2 separate regions of the Sus scrofa genome follow, and region 1 is linked to region 2. A link is a contact called in public HiChIP or PLAC-seq data. All regions are on one chromosome and are shown on one strand. The core of a region is the stretch at or near the end of the contact, and the rest is flanking DNA. Distances in the headings are between cores, read along the strand shown.

What was found. HiChIP or PLAC-seq counts read pairs in DNA pulled down with a chosen protein or histone mark.
Region 1: an H3K27ac HiChIP or PLAC-seq map of alveolar macrophages shows a contact between it and region 2. The contact joins two enhancer-like sites. A contact is called at or near these places in 1 of 47 Hi-C or Micro-C datasets (embryonic fibroblasts) and 1 of 2 datasets of contacts at active chromatin or transcription factors (alveolar macrophages).

What each region holds. Positions count from the first base shown.
Region 1 is chr5:82,300,839-82,304,828 of Sscrofa11.1, reverse strand. All of the region lies in intron 4 of GNPTAB (N-acetylglucosamine-1-phosphotransferase subunits alpha/beta), which reads right to left. DRAM1 (DNA damage regulated autophagy modulator 1) reads left to right here. Exons shown (of 7, transcript NM_001190286.1): 4 at 2,412-2,589. Among named protein-coding and RNA genes, the nearest start is that of DRAM1, 23 kb to the left of the region's middle. Within about 2 kb of position 1,513, at least 5 of the 83 cell types and tissues checked have an H3K27ac peak or open chromatin away from gene starts, as enhancers often do. A contact at or near this core is called in alveolar macrophages, where this site is marked.
Region 2 is chr5:82,107,301-82,111,277 of Sscrofa11.1, reverse strand. NUP37 (nucleoporin Nup37) reads right to left here. Exons shown (of 10, transcript XM_021092659.1): 4 at 919-991. Among named protein-coding and RNA genes, the nearest start is that of PARPBP, 17 kb to the right of the region's middle. Within about 2 kb of position 1,752, at least 16 of the 83 cell types and tissues checked have an H3K27ac peak or open chromatin away from gene starts, as enhancers often do. A contact at or near this core is called in alveolar macrophages, where this site is marked.

The sequences.
Region 1 (3,990 bases), core at 264-2,763, 190 kb before region 2:
CGCCTGCTGTCCACCTGTTCTCTAATCTCTGCCCCTCATGAAGCCAGACCATTATCAGAGAGCCCTCTGCCTGACCTGCACTTTTTCCACCCTGCCCATGAAGGAAGCCATCTGTCACGGGCTGGGTGGGAGGGAGGAGGCGGGGGACAGTGTAATAAAGTGCTCTGGGAAGCTCAGTGCTGGGGTTCGAGGGGTGAGGCACCGTTCCTTGTATTACGCAGAATCTTCAAGATAGCCTGGTGCAGGGAGAGACGCTCAGGTCTAGCGCCCAACAGGTTTTCATTGGGGGACGTTAGAAATCCCTACGCACCAGTGTTCCCTTGTTAACACTGGCGAAGGGCCAGAGCGGAATTTGCAGCCTCCCTGGAGCAAGTGCATGAGGCTTGTTGGGGGGCATCTTGTGAACTCAGTTTCCTTCTGGCTCCACTGAGCTTTCCTATCCTTATCCTCTCTGTATGAGGAAACAAACACCACTAGTTGTCTGTGACATGTGTCACATGGCAGAGACTGTGCTGTTTCCTTACATTTTATGATTGTGCGCATTTTGGGTTTCATCACAACATGTATGGAGGTTTTCTAGGCGATAGACATTTTTGAAAATATTTCATGCCGTGACACGTATCATTCTAACATCGCCCTTAGAAGATAGGTAATATTACTGTCCTCATTTATCAATGGAGAAAAGGAGACCCAGAGAGGTAGCACTTGCCCAAGATCACAGGAGTCATGAAAGGCACAAGCTACCTTTGAATCGAAGCAGTCTGCCCAGAACCTGCCAGGAAGAGTTCACCTCAAAGCCAGAATGAGGGAATCTCAGTGAGAAAAAGCATGCACACAGTTCATAGTTCTAGCATCAGAAAGCATGCTGGAAAAAAAAAAAAATTTGAAAGGGAAGAGGGAGAGTTCCATTGTGGTGCAGCAAATCCAATTAGTATCTATGAGGATAAGGATCTGATCCCTGGCCTCGCTCAGTGGGTTAAGGATCCAGCGTTGCCAGGAGCTGGGGTATAGGTCACAGGCACGGCTCAGATCTAGTGTTGCTGTGGCTGTGGTGTAGGGCGGCAGCTGTAGCTCTGATTGAACCCCTTGCCTTGGAACTTCCATATGCCTAGGGTGCAACCCTAAAAAGAAAAAAAAAAAGAAAAAGAAAAAGAAAGGGACAAGGGAGAGCTGGAATGACTTAATTTGTCTAGAAGAGTGTGGGTATGAAGTGTTCCGTGGGGGGAGGGTGTGCACTCTATGATATCCCGTCACAATGATACAGCATCGCAACATCATAATGATACGGCTGTCAATGTTTAAACCAAAAAGGACAGACTTTAGGAAGAAGACTTAGGGGGTTAGAGCATGAAGCTTTTGCTTCCCTTTAAAGCTTCTGTGAAGTGTTTCCATCTTCACATGGACCAGAAATAGACTCTCTTTCCCCTAGAGCAAAGTGTTTGCCTTGTCATTGTTCCCATAAATATAGTTTTTTACGACTTCCGTGTTTGATATCCTGTAATTCATTTTCGACATGCCATGAGCAAACCAGCTTGAGCTGTTACCTCAAGAAGAACTAGAGATGTGGGGGCAAGAGAGAGCATTGACTGGCGCTTTTTCCTGAGTGGGAGTTAATTGCATTTATCAGAAGTTCTTGTTCCTGAACTGGTGGGTGGGATGGCTACTTTTTCCCCCCTTTCTTTCTTGGTCTCAGCATTCGGAAGTTCCTGGGTCAGGGATCGAACGCGTGCCGCAAAAGTGACCTAAGCAACAACAGTGACAATGCCAGACCATTAATTCACTGAGCCACTAGGAACTCTAGGATGGCTACTTTTTTGCTGTGTCCTCACCAAGCAGTTTCTGTCAGTGCTTTCCTGCACCTCAAGAAATCTCCTTTTTGGAAAAGTTAAGTTTTCTGAGGTTGAACCCACTTGACAGTCAATTTTCTCTCTCTCTCTCTTTTTTTTTTTACTATCTTTTCAATTAACAAGAGAGTTTCCAAAAAGGTGCCAGACGTCGTCTGAACCTTTCTCCAAAATTCCTGTCTGATCTGAGTCATTTCCCTTCTAAAGAATATTTTTTCCTTTTCTTTCTTTTTTTTTTAGGGCCACACCTACGGCACACGAAGGTTCCCGGTCTCCGGGGGCAAATCAGAGTTGTAGCCACTGGCCTATGCCACGGCCTCAGCAATGCCAGATCTGAGCTGTGTCTGTGATCCCACCTCATCGCTCACAACAACACTGGATCCTTAACCCACTGAGCGAGGCCAGGAATTGAACCTGCCTCCTCACGGATCCTAGTTGGGTTTCTTTCTGCTGAGCCAAACAGAAAATCCAGAAGTACTTTTTATTTCATATATAATGTCCCTAAGTGGATATGCCCGTGCATTTGGCTCTCGATGTGTAACATCTCATGTGTGACTTTCTCTCCAGGAGTTAGCTGTCCCGGTGGTGCACGACGGTGGCGCCCTCTTGGCATTTGTCTGCGGTGTCGTGTACACGCTCCTGCAGTCCATCATCTCCTACAAGTCGTGTCCCCAGTGGAACCGCCTTTCCACGTGTCATGTCCGGATGGCCATCTCTGCCGTCTCCTGTGCAGCCGTCATCCCCAGTATCCTTTTCCATCACATCTGTCAGTGTCCTTGTAAGCCTGACACCCCCACCCCACCCCCCAAAGCCATGGAGAAAGCCGAGGTTAACAGCCAAGTGTCAACATGCCTCAGGACAACAATTGGGAGAAAAGGGTAAATCATTAAGAAAATATCTCAACATTGTCTGGTTAGATCAAAAAAATCTTTGGGCAAAAGAATGGTGTGAAAGGCAAATGGAAAAATATGTCAGAACACTTCAGTATCTGTTTACTTTCCTTCCACAGGGTCGATTTCATGAGCCATGTGAAAATATTTATTTTTCTTTGTAGTGCTTGGCTAAAGACATCAAATATTGATATTGTACTTAAAGTAACAGCCTTGTGGAGTCCCAAGAGGCCAGACTCTTCCTTTCTCCCCACACGAAGGTGATTAGATGGTTTGATTTACTAGTCCATATCAAGACGGTTTAAAAAGCTCTATATGATTTACTTTTCTAAATCACTTAAAATACATTTAGCCTTTTCTTTTTATAGCTGGTTTCATTTTCAAGAAAAAAAAAAATTGGAGTTCCCATTGTGGCTCATTGGTAACGAAGCCAACTAGTATCCATGAGGTTGTGGGTTTAATCCCTGGCCTCACTCAGTGGGTTAAGGATCCGGCGTTGCCATGAGCTGTGGTGTAGGTCGCAGACTCGGCTCAGATCCCGAGTTGCTGTGGCTGTGGCGTAGGCCGGCAGCTGCAGCTCAGATTTGACCCCTAGCCTGGGAACCTCCATATGCCGCAGATGTGGCCATCCCCCAAAATAATAAATTTATCACACTTGTATATTCTGATTTAGAAGAATGAAAACCATCCCTCCCTCCTTCCCTTCCTTTTTTTCTTTTCCTTTTTTCCCCCAGAGAGGTATTTAACAAAAAATAAAATTGAGAAGCTGTGGTCTTTTGGGGTGGGAAATTTCCCATCTTTCAAAATAACATTTACAGTCATATCAAATGCTGGTTTGTGTACAAAGTGGGCAAGCTTGAGTAAAAAGACATGATGCCATCATGTACTTCTAAGTATTAAGCTTTGTATTTTTTAATTTATTTTTTAATGGAAGTATAGTTGATTAAGTTTGCATTTCTCTTTTAAAAATCAGAGCTATACAAAATGTGAGGTCTAAATCTATGGTTTGGGGTTTCGTTTTTGTCATTTAGAGACGGAAATTTTTAATTACAAAATTTCTAAGCACAGAGAAACCAGTTCTAGTATTGAGAAATTTAACAACAAACTGTATACCCTGGTTCCTAAGATATTTCATTCTCCATTTCCTTGTCCTGTTTATGGATTGAATATACTCATGTTTTCTCTTGAAATGTATCTCCTCAACTTTTAGCTTGTGTTAACTGTAAGATTTATAGAACTGTTTGTAGGGTTATAAA
Region 2 (3,977 bases), core at 503-3,002:
TGAAAGGACTACCATGATAGGGTTATTTAATACTTCTATCACTTAGAATAATTATTATTTTTATTTTGTGGTGAGAACACTTAAGATCTACCCTCTCAGCAACTGTTAAGTATACAATACAGCATTGTTAACTACACTCATCATGATGTCTGTTAGAGCCACAGAACTTACTCATAGCTGGAAGTTCGTACCCTTTGATCATCATCTCCTCTTTTCCCACCCACCCCCAGGCCCTGATGGTCACCATTCTACTCTCCATTTCTATGAGTTCAGCTTTTAAAAATTCCACACATAAGTGAGATCATACAGTATTTGTCTTCCTCTGACATGTTTTACAGGGCTATTTATTACACTAATAGAAAGCATATATACAGGGCTTACAATGTACAAAGCACTGTTCTAAGTGTTTTATATGAATCAGCTCAGTTAATGCTCATAATCCTATGAGGCAGATGCTATGATCATTCTCATTTTGCAAATAAGGAAATGAAAACAAAAAGATTTGGGAACCCGACCAAAGTCGTACTATTACTACAGTGGTAGAGTTGGGCTTCAAACCCAGATGGTCTGGTCCCCGTGTCTGTGCTTTTAATCATTTTCTAATCCTGCCTTGCACTATGCTGTACTGAATTTGTCCCCTTGAAATTCAACTCGTACTCTATGTGTGTTCATGTTTATTATACTGAATCTAATTCTTGCTCATTTGCTGTGCCTACCTAATTTTTAATTTAATACGTAACATTAGATTTGTAATCTGCAGTTATTATCATCAACTTAGTTGCTTACTATAGCCCCCAAAAGTAGAGTAAATGAGGTCCCAAACCACCTTTTTAAAAGACAACCACAAAGACATTTTAAATTAGAATAAATCCAATTTAAAAATCAAAAGAAATTTAAAAATTATACTTGACAACATACCTTGTATTCATTTTTATCTTGAAGATCTGAAGTAAATAATCTAATCTTCATATCGGCAGCAGAAGTACAGAATCTAGATGAAAACAAAAACAAAAACATTCTTAGCCTGTGTAGGTGAAAGTCCCCCCATCACCAAAGCCGTTTTCATAATTTATAATCACGCTTTTTTTAAGGCAGAAGAGGGATGTTATAGGTCTGTTGTAAAAAATGTTATGCAGCTGTTACTGAAAGTAGGAGGCACTTGAATTTTTTGGAAAACATACAGAAATTAGATGTGGAGGAAACTTGGATAGGGAGGGCTGTTTAAAAATTATATTAACCCCTCCTGCAGTTGTTCAGGGGTCAACTATAGATCTTCTCTCCCCAACTGGGACTATACTTGTATAAAGTTTTCATAACCAGAGCTCAAATTTTCCAATCTTTGCCTTTCCTTGAGTTCAGAGGGAAAGACACATAACCGAGGTGTCTGTGTGTCAATGCGAGCCACCGGAGAGGAAAAGGTCTTAGGAAATCCCCACATTTTCTAGAAATAACAGCGTGACTTAGAAGCAGCTTTGTAGTTTTTAATTTTAGTAGCTTTCCTATACAGTTTAAAAACAAGAAACAAATTTTGGTCTAGTACAGTTTATTTTTTTTTTATTCAGGACATATTTTTCTTTCTTTTTTGTATTTTTGAAATTTTTTTGTGATTATTATGTTAACTTGTAAAAAAGACCGAGGCCAAAAACACATAAAGTTTGCCATCATAACCCTTTTTAAGTGTACACTGCATTAGTGTTTATGCACATTGTTACATAATAGATCTCTAGAACATTTCATTTTGTAAAACTGAAACTCAGGATCCCGTGAACAATAGTTCCTCCTTCCCCCAGGCCCTAGTAACCACTACTTTATTTTCTGTTTCCAAAAGTTTGACTACTTTTGATACTTTTATAAGTGGAATCATGCAGGAACTGTCTGTTTGTGACTGGCTTATTTTGCTTAGCATTACATTAGCAAGGTCATCCACGTTGTAGCAGATGACAGGAATTACTTCTTTTTGAGGGCTGATTACATTGCATATATGCGCCACATTTTCTGTATCCATTCATCTGTTGACGGGTATTTACGGTTACTTCTACTTCTTGGCTATTGAGAATAATGTGCAAATAGCTCTGAGACTCTGCCTTCATTTCTTTTGAGTATATACCCAGAAGTGGAGTTACTGGGTCACATGTAATTTTATTTTTAATTTTTTGAGGAACTGCCACACTGTCTCTACAGCATCAGCATCATTTTACATTTTCACTAAGAGGGGACAAAGTTTTTTTTTTTTTTTTTTTTTGTTTTTCGTCTTTTTGCCTTTTCTAGGGCTGCTCCCACAGCATATGGAAGTTCCCAGGCTAGGGGTCTAATCGGAGCTATAGCTGCCAGCCTATGCCAGAGCCACAGCAACACGGGATCCGAGCTGTGTCTTCAACCTACACCACAGCTCACGACAATGCCGGATCCTTAATCCGGCAAGGCCAGGGATCAAACTGGCAAACCGGTTCCTAGTCGGATTTGTTAACCACTGAGCCACAATGGGAACTCCCGTATTTTTCAAGATGGGAGAGGTGGTGATTCATAGACTTTCTGAGATAAAGCATTGTTCATTCCTCGTCATTCTCTGCTTCTTTTCCTCAGCTGAGGGTTAGCTGGATGCCAGAATCATGAATTTTACCCTTTGGATGGTGGATATTTTTTGTATTTCTGTAAATATTTTTGAGCTTTGTTCTGGGATGCAGTTAAGTTACTTGGAAACAGTTGGATTCTTTCAGGTTAGATTTTAATCTTTGTTAGGCAGGATCAGAGCAGACTGGAGGACTAAACTGATGACTCTTTTCTGAATGCTCTACTGGATAGTAGTGAATTATAAGGCTTACTATTCTGACTGGTTTAAAAAAAAAAACATTCCAGGTCTTGAGAAGGCTCCAAGAAGTGTTACTTCTAATGCTTTAGGTGGCTCTTTTCCTGGCTTCTAGCAGTTTCTTTCCAGGCTGATCAGTACTTGGCTGAAGGCTCAAGGAGATCCTCCTGTGACTCAGATCTTGAACCAACCAAGGGTGACTTCCTGTACTACCTGATATCCATGTTAAAAAACCATTACTTCTACGTTTTGTGTGTTTAATCTTTTTCAGCAGGAGGGTAAACCTAGTCCCTGTTAAGCAATGTTAGCTGGACTTGGCCAGGGGATCCAAGCCAGCCAGTTGGGTTCTCACTCCTAGAACTAGGATTCTGCCATGTGGACAGGAAGCCACAAGAAGTTAGTGTACAGGAAAGAGTGAAATGAAGCAAAGAGGAGCAAAGAAGGGTGGAAAGAGGGTTTCAGAGAGTAGGTTCTTGTCTCATTGCAGAAAGAATTCAAAGATATCACATGGAGGTCAAACAAGCAAAGTGAGAATTTACATGCTCAAGGGAAGAGTGAGCAGACTGAGATGAGTAGCTGCCCTAAGCTTCTTGGATAAGCTGGCTATGTCGGGTGTGAAAATGAATGGGCAGAATATTCATTGAAGAGAGAGGGGTTTGAGGTCATTTTTCTTGGTTTTTATCCCAGATTCACCTTCTCCCATGCTTTTACCTAGGAGTTCTATAGTTTCAGGTCTTATGTTTAGGCCTTTAAATCATTTTGAGTTAGTTTTTGTAGATGGTATAAAGGTCTGACTTCATTCTTTTGAATGTGGGCATCCATATTCAAAATTTCCCAACACCATTTATCCTTTCCCATTGTCTAGCCTTTACACCTCTGTCAAAGGTCATTTGACCATACATGTGAGGATTTGTTTCTGGGTTCTTTACTCTGTTCCACTAGTCTGTATGTTTGTCTTCAGGCCAGTATCATACTTTTTTGATTACTGAAGCTGTATTTTTTTTTTTTTTTTTTTTTTGGTCTTTTTCTAGGGCCCCACCTGCGGCACATGGAGGTTCCCAGGCTAGGGGTGTAATTAGAGCTGTAGCTGCTGGCCTATGCCAGAGCCACAGCAATGTCAGATCCGAGCAGCATCTGCGACCTACACCACAGCTCACGGCAATGCCAGATC